Regions from separate parts of the Mus musculus genome. Here regions 2 and 3 are each linked to region 1. Evidence: chromatin contacts called from public Hi-C and HiChIP or PLAC-seq data. All regions are on one chromosome and are shown on one strand. Each heading gives the region's core, a stretch centred on a gene start, on an enhancer-like site or on the middle of the called end of the contact. The rest is flanking DNA. Distances are from core to core; before and after follow the strand shown. Region 1 holds the start of Klf7 (Kruppel-like factor 7 (ubiquitous)). Region 2 holds the start of Idh1 (isocitrate dehydrogenase 1 (NADP+), soluble). Region 3 holds the start of Ino80d (INO80 complex subunit D).

Region 1 (4,095 bases), core at 582-3,081:
ACTCTGGCCTGTTCTCTATGGAGACTATAAGTTCAGGTGCTATTTAATTTCTTTGCTTAAAGTCTGGGGACAGTGGACAACAACATTTAATGCCTCCTAACAGTGACATACTACCCTAGGCGTATTTTGTTTCTTCTAACAAGAGTGGCAGATATTTGAATTCTTGTTCCTGGGAAGCCCAGGCCTTTACTGCCATTTGCTCAAGTCATGGAGCTGATCGGAGGCAGCACATTGTAAGCAAGGCATCAATTATGCAAAGAATTTTGTTTCTTTGACCAACAAGAATGTCAGGCACTAAAGGGCAAATAAACCGGCTTTTCTCCAATCTTAGTAATTAATTTCCTCTGGGGGAAATGGGTGATCTTTTGTTTTATGAAACAAATGTAATGTTCTTATCAATAGAAAGGAATGATATGGAGTCGATTAAATTGTATTTCTCCCATTGAAGGTATAAGGACGTTTCTCGTGTCTAAGTACTGAATTCTGTAGTTATTCTAAAGGAGTCCAGCTTTCGGTGTATTTTGGAGAAGGCACACGAGCCATTTAAGGTCAAGCAAACAAATGGGCAACTCTTAACCACGTGCATTGCACAGGTTTCCATTTCTGAGCTTGCAGAATCTTGAGATCTTTAGAGCCCTGCTCCATACCTGCTCCATGAAGTTACTGGATAAACCTCTTGTAAGGATCTGCTAGCTAACTGCTCCCCGCTCCAGCCTGCACCCTAATTCGACCCACGCTCCCCCTATTCTCTTTCATGCACACGCTTAGATGCTGGACACCAGACTCCTGGCCAGGTTTTAGGCTCAGTTCAGAGGAAAAGGAGGGCGGTAGGCGATCGGCGGCGCGCACGGAGGCGCGCGGGCCGGGGCGGGGACAGCGTGCAGCGTCGGGGGCGGGCGCAAGCTAGTCTCCGTGCAGCTCGCCTTTGTTCTCTGCCATTGTGAGGCACTTCCTCTCTGGCACTTCATTTCGGCACCCTGTGGGGAATTCGGAACTGGCTTTTGGGCTTTAGTCTGGGGTACGTGACGCTGTCCTGAGCCTGGGCTCTCCCTTGCTACCCTTCTTCCCCATGCTTGGCGGAAGGCCGAGTGCAAAGAGCTCCTTGCCCCCGACCGCTGCGCCGCCGCTCTACCGGCTGCTCCCGCAGGAGGCATCTTAACCCAGGACCGGGACCGCACCTCCCGATCGGCCACCGCGGCAACCCGTCCCCTCGGATCTGCACTGGGTACGGGCGCCGGCGGCTCGGGCGAGCCCTGCAGCGAGGGTCGGAGGCCAGCGCGCAGCCCGAACCCGGCCGCCTAGGCGTCCCAGGAGCCAGCGCAAGTGTCGCAGCAACACTCCCTGGCGCTCAAGCTCCCCGGCCGCCTGGCGGACTCCTCTACCCCTTTATATAGCCCTCTAAAAATAGCTTGCCTCGTACCGCCTTGTAAGGCAGCAGGGAGATCCGCAGCGCGCCAATCGGCGGCTGCCGTCGGGGCCAGGCCCCGCCCCATGGTCCTCTCCGAGTGCCGCATTGGTCCTCAGTGACTTCATGAGCCCCCTGTTTACCTTACATGGTCACACGCGGCCTAATGGACGCCCTCCTCCGAGATCCCACGGCTGCGCGCAAAACGGGGCGGAGGGAGGGAGTTTGGGGAGGGGGAAGAGCAGGAGGAGGAGACAAGGGGGGGGGACTACAAACTAGCGAGGATGGGGTGGGGGGTGGGGAGGGAAGGGAAGGGGTGGGGGGGGAGAGAAGCGATCGCGAGAAAAAAAATGCAACCTCCCAAAATAAAGAGCAAAGATTGCATTAGGAGCGAACAGCGCTGCAGATATAGATGGCAGCTTCGTGTCAGTGAGTTTGCGTTCCCCTTCCTGATCCACGCGCTGGAGTGATTAGAGCCCTGGAAGGGAATTGTTACTCCCGTGAAGTCCCCTTTTCCTGGCAGTCATCTGCACTGTACACGCTGGATCCCTCTCTCCGATCCACCCCACTCACTCGCTCCTCTCTCACCTCCTCTCTCACCTCCTCTCTCTCCCTCCTCTCTCACCTCCTCTCTCCCTCTCTCCTGCATTGATTTTTTTTCTCTCCTTTTTTTAGTTGACTGAAACAAAACAAAACAAAAGGGCCACTGGATGTCTGCCTTCTTGGGGGGTGAGCCAGACAGACTGACAAACAAACAGACCCAGCTGAGCTCGGGGGAGGGTTTCTCCTCCGGTTTTGCCCGGCAGCAGCAGCATGGACGTGTTGGCTAGTTATAGTATATTCCAGGAGCTACAACTTGTCCACGACACCGGCTACTTCTCAGCTTTGCCATCCCTGGAGGAGACCTGGCAGCAGGTGAATGATTTAAATTACTTGTGTAAATCGTGTGGCGGCGGCGGAGACGCAGGGGCTGCGTTTGGTGTGGGCTTTGAGTTGAAATTTTTTTAATTAATTTTTTCTTTTTATTTATTTATTTATTTTTTGGCTGTGTGTTGTTTAAAATGTTTTGTGAAACAATCATATGCGCTTACCTCTCCACCCACCCCTAGCCCCTTAGTGTGTTGAGCTGAGCCGGTCCTAGCTGCCTGCATTTCTGTCACCAACACACATCCTTGCGCACACGTTGTCGGCTCGCTGTCCCCTAGCAGAGAATTGCTGGCGAACTTCTCGGGTTTGGAGGAGCCGGGTGGGAAGGTGGTCGAGCAATGGTTGACAGGATACCACGTTCCTAGATGCAGGAGTTCTGACCTTAGTACTTAAATCAGCTTTATCCATTTCAACTGGTCCTGAAGACCGTCAAGGGGGGTGGGGGGAAGCACGGAGTGTTTTTCCCAGTAATTTACTGAGTGTCAATAAAGAATAGGAGCTTGATTTTTAGATACAAGGTGAGCTGTACGAAGAGAAGCCAGGTGACAAAAGATGCTTAAGGATATGTACAAGGAAGATGAGAAGATATGTCTCTCTTAGGCTGACAATGTATTGTATGGTTTCTCTAGCTAATGCCTCCAGAGAGAGCAGCCTGTACTGTGTCCTTGCTTTTTGTTTGTTTGTTTGGGGTGCCTCTCAGGTTAGCACCACCTTGGACAAAGGGTGGTGTGTGCTTCCTTGCTTCCCTACTTTGTCTTAGAGGACTAGTTAAGAAAACTCCTAGGATGCTAAAGGGTACCGGTGCCAAGTTCTCTTGGCATCTCCGGGAGGTTGAAGCCTGACTGGGGACAAGTTCACTGGGCTTTGTGAAGTGGAATAAAGAAAGTGCTGGTCAGTGGAAAGTGCTGGGTCTGCTACGGAAACAGTGGTTTTTCCAGCCGCGATTAGGAGGTGCTGAGGGGGACATTCTGCAGGAAAGATGGTGGTGGGTGGGGGCGGGGCGGCTGGGGATAGGGACACCACGGGTGTTTAAAAACTCTACAGTGTGCACCGTGGAAAGTCCAGGAAGACAGTCTGGATTTGCACGTTCAGAGTGTGAATTTGTACAGTCCATCCTGGAGAGAGAGAGAGAGAGAGAGAGAGAGAGAGAGAGAGAGAGAGAGAGAGAGAGAGAGAGAGAGAGAGAGAGAGAGAGAAACCTTGCCCTTGGGGAGGGCCCTGGGATCCTTGGTGTGTGGCTGCTCATGTAACTTCTCTGCTCAGTGACAGCAGCTTGTTAAGGCTAATGAACGGCTGAGTTTCCTTTGCCAGGATCCAAAGCAGGGTTTGCCAGCTTGAGGCTGGGATGTAACAGTTGCTGCTTTAGGAAGAGATGCTAAGCTCACGGTATAGGGAGCCAGTGGTAAAGCGCTCAATCTTAAGACTGTGCCATTGTTACTAGTTGTTGCCTGGCTGGTAGCTGCGGGAGTTTTCCTCCAGGTATTCGCTGCCCGTGTCTGTGTGTCTGTGTAGCGCATGGATTCCAGTTGGAAGGCTGGCAGATGCTGTCCTTTGCTAAACACGCAGGCAGAGTACTCACATCGTTTCCTATATACATCCTTTCCTGCTGCCCTTAAGAAGAGTATGTCTCATGTCGGATCTCCCTACATCCTTTCTTTTGTATTTTGATATGAAGCAAGCCAAAATGTTGCCAGAATCTCGTTTTTTTTGTTTTGTTTTTAGGTTTTTTTTCCCCCCCTAAACAGCCTTCTTTTCACCCTGTC
Region 2 (4,095 bases), core at 1,075-3,574, 1.1 Mb before region 1:
GGGGATTGAATTTAGAATATCTGCTTTGGAGGAAAATACCTTGACCTACTGAACCTCTGCCCTCGTTTTCTTTTTTGTGTGTTTTTACCTTTCCAGATCATCAAAACGAACATAAAGTAGCATTGGAATCTCATGGGAATTCCATCATCTGGCTGAGTGTCTCATAGGCAAGCAGATGCTAACAGACATTTTCTGACCCAGGCTCCCATTGATGTTTACAGTAGTGTTCCTACTAGACCTTATTTAAATATTTAGACACTTTTATTGAGTAAATGAAAAAAAAAGATAGCAAATCATAAGCATGCAAATGCAGTGAGCGACATGAATATGAGCAGTGAATGTCATATTCACATTTTTAAGAGAAATGTAATCTTCAACCAAACACCAGTTGTTAAGTCTCATTGTTACTAATAGTGGTGATGTACTGCTTTGTGAGGCTAGAGAGGTGGCTCAGGAGGATCAAAGCACTTGCCTTGTGACCTTCTGACCTGTTTGGTCTCCAAAGCCTACAAATCTCAAGACTGTCCTTGGGCTTCCACATCCTTGCCATGGCATGCACATTTCCACACTCACATATTAGACATCAATAATGATTTTTTTAATGTTTTGTAATTTTTCCAGTCATTTAGTCTATAAGTTTATTATTTTACGATTCTACGAGACCTTCTGCGTGAGAATATGAATGGTTTTACCTATATATTTATTTGAGTATAGGCTATTGTTTGTTCTTGATTTTGAAATGGGGTTTGACCAGACCGGAGCTCGTTATGTAGACAAGGCTAGCCTGGATCTTGTGGCAATCCTCCTGCTTCTGCCTCCCAAGTGTAGGGAATACAAACATGCACCACTACACCTGGCTTATTTTGTAATAATTTAATTCAATACCAAGCATCTACAAATATTCTCTTTCAGTGATCTATCAGCTCGTGCACTTGACATATCAGCCCTTGAAAACGGGATTCCAGATGGAGACATGCACATAAGTGCCATATGTCCTATCTCAGTGTCTCAGATAGTCAATCCATGCTTAGCACATATTTAGAACTTGGTTGAAGATGCTTATATTTAAATTCACCATGGCTCTGTATTCCTATGCATTCTTCTTACTTTTGCCATCACCTATAGTCAATACTTCTTATTGTGTTTTATTCTTCGTTTCTTGAATTTATTCTAAAATGCTTTCTGGAACAAGAATGGCTATGAATACTTACTTTTAGTAATATAAACAATATGTGCCTGATGGTAGTAAGTAACGTTTTTTAAAGTGATTTAAAGTGAGATTAGAGGTGAAAGTATAAACTCACACACTCTCTAATCATTTTATAGGAATAAACGGAGGTCACAGCTAATACCCAGTTAATCAACATTAACAGCTGACACCACGTATGAGTCCTTTTCCACATAGCGCCCTCTAGCGTCCAAAATGAATCTTACTAACTGCCGTGAATTCATAACTTTTCAACACAATGCTGGTTGTTTTAAAAGTCCATGAAGCGTTGAATCTTGACCAATCAAGGATGACCTATTGTCCTACAAGTCATAATGTTCTCCTTTTCAAGACTAAGGAATACAGACAGAAAAATCTCTGGAAAGATTGGAATACGTTTAACCCATTCTTAGAATTCTAAGATTTATATCGTGTATCTCTAGTGCAGCTTCATCGCAACCCAGAAAATAAACCTCACTGTCTTCCATGACAAATGGTGAGTGAAGCTTATTTATAAACAGCAACAGTTGGGAATACGGATCATTGGTAGTGGAGGGAATTATTGGGGTGGAATGGTGAAGCTCTGTAAAAGCCTCAGCATGAGAATATGAATGGTTTTACTCATATATGTATTTGTGTGTAGGGTATTGTTTGTTCTTGATTTTGAAATGGAAAATGCGCTCTGTTTTAGCTTTTGCATTAAGGTAGAATCTGTAGTCCTCACACGCCTTTAAGAAACCTCAAATGCACATTCTTCAAAGGGCACAGTCCAGCTCTAAGAGGCATCCGGAGACTCCAGGAAGGGATCCAGTCTAGGGAGGGCTCCCTCTTTTGTACCTTTTGCAGAGAACCTGGATACTCAACGCTGGGATTCCTAGATTGTTGCGGAGCCCAGAACACTCGGTCTCGGCGCTTCCGATAGCCTGTCAGTAGGTGGCGTCCTCGCTCCTCAACTGCAGGGTGTTCCCGAGGAATCTCCGCGGCGTGGCAGTCCCATCCCCCACCGGGAACAGCGGACCGCTGCATCCCAGACTTAATCTCAATCTATGCCTCGGCCCACCCCACAAAGTCGGAGGCGGCGAATGGCGTCGTGGAGGGGGCGGGGCTTCGGGAGGTGGGCTGAGGGGGTGGGGCCTGGGAGGAGACAAAGCCGGGAAGAGTTAAACAGCCTTGACCCTGCCGCTGGGCTTCCGAGCGAAGGTTGTGGCAGATGCTGATCTAACTGGGGCCGGCTTATTACAGCTTGTGTGTACGCGCGGGTGTGAGCCGGTGAGTAGCTGGGGCGCCTCCGGCTGCAAGCGGGCGCTCCTTCCCCTCCCTACAGGTGCCCCAAGGCTTAGAGCGGCAGCCGCCGCCCCTTACTATTAAACTATTCCGTTGAAAGCTGGAGTGAGAAAAAAGGAAGAAACCCCAGGTCTTGGCTGTGCAGAGATGAACTCAGTGGCAAGGCCCTGGTGCACTCAGGGACGCTTCCAGAGTTTGGGCGTAGAGAAGGGAAATGGGAGTAGCAGAGTGCTGCTTGCCTATCTGTATAGAAGGGCGCTTCCGAGGTTGGGATCGCTTTGGGAGGCGAGGACGTTGCAAGCAGTGACAAGTGGCAAGGCACCCGCGGAGGAGAATTTAGCTTTGAGGTGGACGCACAGAACTCTTGAGTGTTGGGTGTAAAAGGACTAGGCAGGAAAGCTGGTTGCAGAAAGGGTGTAAGCCAGGAATTTAGGCGTGTACTCCCTTCAAGGTTCAGGGGTGGGACCTGCCTTGTGGTCGGAGAAGAGCTAATGAGAGTGCAAGAGAGGGAGGGGATGAAGGTAGGCGGAGCCTCCAGCTTCAGTCTGTAGTGTTTGCTTAGCCACTTGGGGGCGCCCTGGGGTCTCGATTCCAGATGCAGCCATCTCAGTGGACCTCGTATTTAAAAGGTCCTGGCAGTGCTGAGAGGAGGGGCTGGTGTGGGGATCTGGAAGGAGGAACCGAGTCAGCTTCATTAGCAGAGCTTGCACAACGCCCACATGGATATCTCCTGTCTCAGTGTCACCCGAGGTCGAGCAAACCCGAGACCTGCAAAAAGCCAAAGAGCCGGGCGCTCACTCTAGGACTCACCGTCCTGTGGTGTGAGCGTGTGTGCGCACCAATATTTGTACTCCTGTGACCTTTATTTGGAAGGCTCCTGCCCTTTGCCCCTCTGGATACACTCAAGCACTGTACTTTAAACCAGATAAACTGGGCTGTAAGGCTGATATTAAATACAAATCCTCCTGGCAGGGGTATTTGTATGTTAAGACTTTCTGTTCCGGATCTTGCTTTGTTTTAGGAGATAAATTGAAAGGACACTTGTTTAAGTCATCAAAATTGAGAGGCCTTGTTATAATTGCAAGTCCGTTCACCATCAAGATAAGAATTAGCAATTTTGCCCTCTAATCTGATATCTTTAATGTGACCACATTGTATAGTTAGTTGGGCGTTAGTGCAAGTGTAGGCACTGGGAAAAGAGAGAAGCAGGAATTTTTCGACAATATACTGCAACTACTTCCTTAGAGTCCCCACATGTTTTGCAACTTGAACTTGGCTGGAAAACAAAAAGATCGGCTCAAGATAGAAACTTGAGATTTATGGAAGTAAAATTAAGTATGGCAAAGGGTTCCTATTGCTTAACTAGTCTATTATGTTTGTTTTCTGGAATTGCACAGGCTGTCAGATTGGAAACTGGCTGCCTTCAGACTATGTAAATAAGCTGGTAGCTATTAGGCTTGGATCAAACTTTCCTTTAAAAGTTGGGGTTGGGTGGGATCAGAAAATGTGAGACCCAAGAAGTCAGGGAATCTAGGGGTACCTAAAGCCCATACATGCCATGGAAATCAAATCCAGAAGTGTGATAGTAGTTACAATACAGCTTC
Region 3 (4,095 bases), core at 607-3,106, 1.0 Mb after region 1:
TTTGCAATGAATTTTAAATGAGCATCCCTAATTCCCTTGCAACATACAAAAAGCCTGGCTAGTTCCTACTTCTCCTAACACCTCCGCCATGGACATGTCAGGCTGCAGCAGCAGCTGGCTGTCTCCATGCCTGGTGCACTTTTTCTTTGATCCTGTTTATGTGCTAAAGTTTGTTCATTAAAAAAAAAAAAAAGAAAGAAAGAAAGGGAGGAGATTCTGGGGCTGGACAAATGGCTCAGTGGTTAAGAGCACTGGCTGATCTTCCAGAGGACCCAGCTCAAGTGCCACATGGCAGCTCACAACTGTCTGTAAGTCCAGTTCTTGGGCATCTAAAACCCTCACACAGCCATACACGCAGGCAAAACACCAATGTACATAAAACAAAAAATCACTTAAAAAAAGTAAACCTATTACATCTTTGCAATGTACAAAGTCGCTCAACAGGCTGACACTACACCGGAAGTTCTGAACATTCCAACACTAGGGAAGAGAAGCCTACCCCTCAATTCTGTGTTCCAAGAAGCAGGCAGCAAAGTATGCAATGTACCAAAGGCCTAGACATTCATCAATCTATGCAAACTAAAAGAAAATAACAGAAATGGAATTCTAGATATAATTCTTAATAAATAATTTTACTTGAAGAAAATCCAAGGCATCTTTCAATCTGTTGCTAGGTTTATAGGAGTCATCTTTCTTCTTGGGCTGATAGATGAACTGGCTTGCTCAGCTGTCCTGAGAGTTTAAATACACACTACTTCTATTTGCACCGTGAAAAATAAACAGCTGTATTATGCCTTTCTGGGCAGTCAATAGGTTTTACTTACATTGCTCTGAGAGAAGACAAAAGCCATCTCTTTACAATTGACTCTCAGCAGCCTCAGTTCCTCAGATACCAAAACCACAAAATCTTACCTCTAATACATGAAACCATAAGTACGAATACATACAACATAAACGAGCATTAAATAAAGACAATACCGTGACCTCTAAGTCTCTCAAGTGCCAATTTACAGACTGGCCACCAGATACAGAACTTGGACCTGCCATAGAGAAAAATCATTATTAGCCTGAAAAAAAGAAAAAAAAATAGAAAAAAAAAAGTAAGCTGCCACTGTCACCCTTATGGAAAAAGTTAACATGGAAAACAATAATATCGTAAAACCTGTGTCTTGTAAAGATTTCTTTCCATCAGAAGGTGCAGAAACATTCCCCACCACGGAGCACACGACCTCCTTTCTGTTTCTTCCCTGCTTTTTCTCAAGTATGGGCTTTTTTCCAGCGATGAGAGGTAGAAATTTGGACTTTATCTGGCTGGAGCCGGTGCACTTCTCCCCTTGGCCCCTCTCTCCTCTGCCTCCAAGATGGTAGGAAAGTTGTCGTTTCGGAGGGCAGAGGAACTGCTCTGTGGTGTTATGTCCTCGCGGTGCCTGTAGTGGTGCTGTAGGAGGCTGCTGCCTCTTCTAGTGCAGGCGGGCAGCCCTGCCTTCTTGGCTGGAGAGTATATTCAGGGATTTCCCCTTAATGATCACCGACCCTGGGAGCACTTTTTAGTTTCCAAAATAAAAATATGATCCTCACCCCTCGTGTTAGACAGGGAAAGACTCTTGCCGAAGCCCAGGGAGGGAGCAGTAGCAGCCGAGCTCCCTAAGTCCACTGCCAGCGCCTCTCTGATCTGTCAGCCTAGGCGAGGGAGGGGGGGTTGAGGGGGAGGAAGGAGGAAAAAAAAATTAAAAAAAAAAAAAAAAAAAAAAGCAGCTGAAAGGTAAGCAGAGGCGGCCCCAGGCCCGGCCCACATCCCCGGGCTCCCGTAGGGCGGCGGGCTGGGCCGCGTAGGCAGGGCGGGCGGCGAGCGCGCTTACGTGAGGCCGGGGATTCGCCGGCCCACGCCAGGCCGCGGGCGGAGAATGAAAGGGTGAGTGGGGCCGGCGCTGGGGTGGCGGGGGATGGGGCACCGGGGGCCTCGGGGACGCCCGCGGGCAGCGTCGGCGGGGGTTCCGGCGGCGGCCTGAGCGCGGCGAGCGGCGCGGCCTGCGCGGGCCGGGCCCCAGGAGTGCTGCGGAAGGGGGGGCGCCCTAGGCCTCGGGCCCCGCGGCGGCCGCGCCCTGCCCCCGCGCCACAGGCCTCCCGCGCCCCTGGGGTCCCCCGGGGCCTCGGGGCGGGCGGGCGGGCTGCATCCTGCGCCGGCCCCAAGCTCTCCCGCGGGACGGAGGGCTGGGCGGCGGGGACCGGGGCGACGGGGCCTCGGAGTGGGGACCGTGCGGCAGCACCCCGTCCCCGGGCATCGCGCAGACGGGGCCCCCCGGATTCCGGTAACTGTTGGGTTTGTTTATCCCCCCCGCTCCACGGCGCTCTGGGCGGCCTGGCCGGGGCGGGGCGGGCGGCCTGGCGGGCGTGGGGTGGAGGGGCGGCGAGGAGTCAGGTGCAGCCGCGGCCCGGAAAGTTTCCTTTTAGGCCCGAATTGGAGGCCGCCTTCTCTCCGGGGAGCCCCGGTCCTAGCGCCCGGGACCCCCGAGGGCTTCGGGGGGCGAGCACTCGGCTGGCTCGAAACTCTTTGCCAGTTCCTGTCCGTTCAAGGTACTCCGCCCCTGCACCCCTCGCCCGCGCCGCGCCCCACCCCGCTCCCCGCGATCCCCGACGGGGCTGCCAACTCCAGCCCATTCCCCAAGAGCTCCAGGGCCCGGGGAGAAGCCGTCTCTTCCGGTTTGGAAAAGTTTTCAAGGGGTTTTTCTTAGCTTTATTAGTTAGTGACTGGGCTTTCGGGGGTGGGGAAGGGAGGAGGTAGATTCAGGTGCTGTTTCTATTGCAAAGTCAGGGTCCATCGGCCTCCCCTCCTCCCCCCTTTTTAAAAAACCCAGCACCCCACCAAGGAGCTGTGGGGGTGCTACTTGTGTCTTTATTACTACCCCCACCTTCTCTCCCGGACTCCTTTGGGTCCTCAGTCTCCCTCTCTGGACAGCTCCGGCAGGAAGGTAGTTAAGAAGAGAGCAGAGAGCAAACTGTCAGGGAGAGGGGCAGGACCAGGCAGGCTTCTGGAGCAGTCCCCTGCCCTCCGTGGTAGGACTTTACCCCTCTTAGTTGGTCACTTGTCCGGTTAGAACCGACTCAGACGCTGAAGCCATGGGGGAGACCTCGGCTGACAGACAGAGCATTCAAAACTGGGAGGAAGGACCTGGAGGGCTGGGCGCCTGGGGAAGTAAGGTCTACCTGCAGCGCAAGGAGCAATGCCCGATTTGTTCTGAGCCTATTTCGGTTTAGGTGATGTCCTTAGGTGTCACTCTAGAATAGAAACCACGGGGGTTTATGGAAGCGTAAAGTTCTCATTGCTCCAGTTTGGGGGTGGTGTTGTCTGTGGAGGAGCCCTGTGAACCGAACATTAGAGTTTGGCTTTGGCCTACCCTGTCAAAGAACTAGATTTTTTTTTTTTTTTTTTTTTTTGGTTCTGTTTTGGTGCCATCAGCTCTGGAACTTTTTTTCTCTTCTTTTTCTTTCGTGGAGTAAATTTAAGTTTCCAAATCAAGAGTTTCTTTCTTTCCAAGGATAGGCTGTTTATCGAGGCTACAACTGACCTCACCTGGGTATTGTTTTATGTTGAAATTGCAATGTGGCCCTGCCACCCCCAGCCCCAGTGTGGGCATGTGTGGAGACTTCATTTGACTTCTTTTATTAGTTCTTTTTTGAAATTTCCATATTTCTCTCAGAGCTTGGGGCTCTGTGTGTGTGTGTGTGTGTGTGTGTGTGTGTGTGTGCAGGTGCTCTTGTGTCCTGCTTGGTTGCAGGTTGGAGGTTGCTGGCAGAGGTGGTCCAGTCTACAGAGTAGTTAGTGAAAAGCTGCCTGACCATCGCAGAGCATCAGGATAATCCATGCTCTGGTCTGCGCTGGCTTCTGTCAGGCATCACACTGAGGCTCCTTACAAGGATTGTAAGGATTCCAAGGACTCTTTGCTTTTGTCTAAAAGAGAGCGCCTTTTTAGATACCCAGTCATTTAGAATTGTGCCTAAGAAAGTCTTGATATTTGAAGATGGTATGGATTTGGTATCAAAATGCAAATTATTTGTACTGGTTGTTTTATCATTATTGATTAATTGAAATTGCTT

Evidence for each region. A called contact is a pair of places that touch in the nucleus more often than the background predicts. HiChIP or PLAC-seq counts read pairs in DNA pulled down with a chosen protein or histone mark.
Region 2: a Hi-C map of natural killer cells shows a contact between it and region 1, with 7 times the contacts expected there. The contact joins the promoter of Idh1 here to the promoter of Klf7 in region 1. A contact is called at or near these places in 1 of 39 promoter capture datasets (pre-B cells), 11 of 484 Hi-C or Micro-C datasets (CD4 T cells, LSK cells, embryonic stem cells and 7 more) and 7 of 115 datasets of contacts at active chromatin or transcription factors (T-cell acute lymphoblastic leukemia, astrocytes, embryonic stem cells and 3 more).
Region 3: a contact with region 1 is called in an H3K27ac HiChIP or PLAC-seq map of microglia, with 5 times the contacts expected there. The contact joins the promoter of Ino80d here to the promoter of Klf7 in region 1. A contact is called at or near these places in 1 of 39 promoter capture datasets (pre-B cells), 3 of 484 Hi-C or Micro-C datasets (CD4 T cells, embryonic stem cells and regulatory T cells) and 1 of 115 datasets of contacts at active chromatin or transcription factors (microglia).

What each region holds. Positions count from the first base shown.
Region 1 is chr1:64,119,125-64,123,219 of GRCm38.p6, reverse strand. Klf7 (Kruppel-like factor 7 (ubiquitous)) reads left to right here and starts at 1,831. Exons shown (of 4, transcript NM_033563.2): 1 at 1,831-2,320. The coding sequence starts at 2,219. It overlaps Gm35880 (a long non-coding RNA gene), which reads right to left and starts at 1,653. Exons shown (of 3, transcript XR_373464.4): 1 at 1,549-1,653.
Region 2 is chr1:65,177,371-65,181,465 of GRCm38.p6, reverse strand. It overlaps Idh1 (isocitrate dehydrogenase 1 (NADP+), soluble), which reads left to right and starts at 2,324. Exons shown (of 9, transcript NM_010497.3): 1 at 2,324-2,476.
Region 3 is chr1:63,112,028-63,116,122 of GRCm38.p6, reverse strand. It overlaps Ino80d (INO80 complex subunit D), which reads left to right and starts at 1,856. Exons shown (of 12, transcript NM_001114609.1): 1 at 1,856-1,912. It overlaps Ino80dos (INO80 complex subunit D, opposite strand), which reads right to left and starts at 1,652. Exons shown (of 4, transcript NR_045915.1): 1 at 1,579-1,652.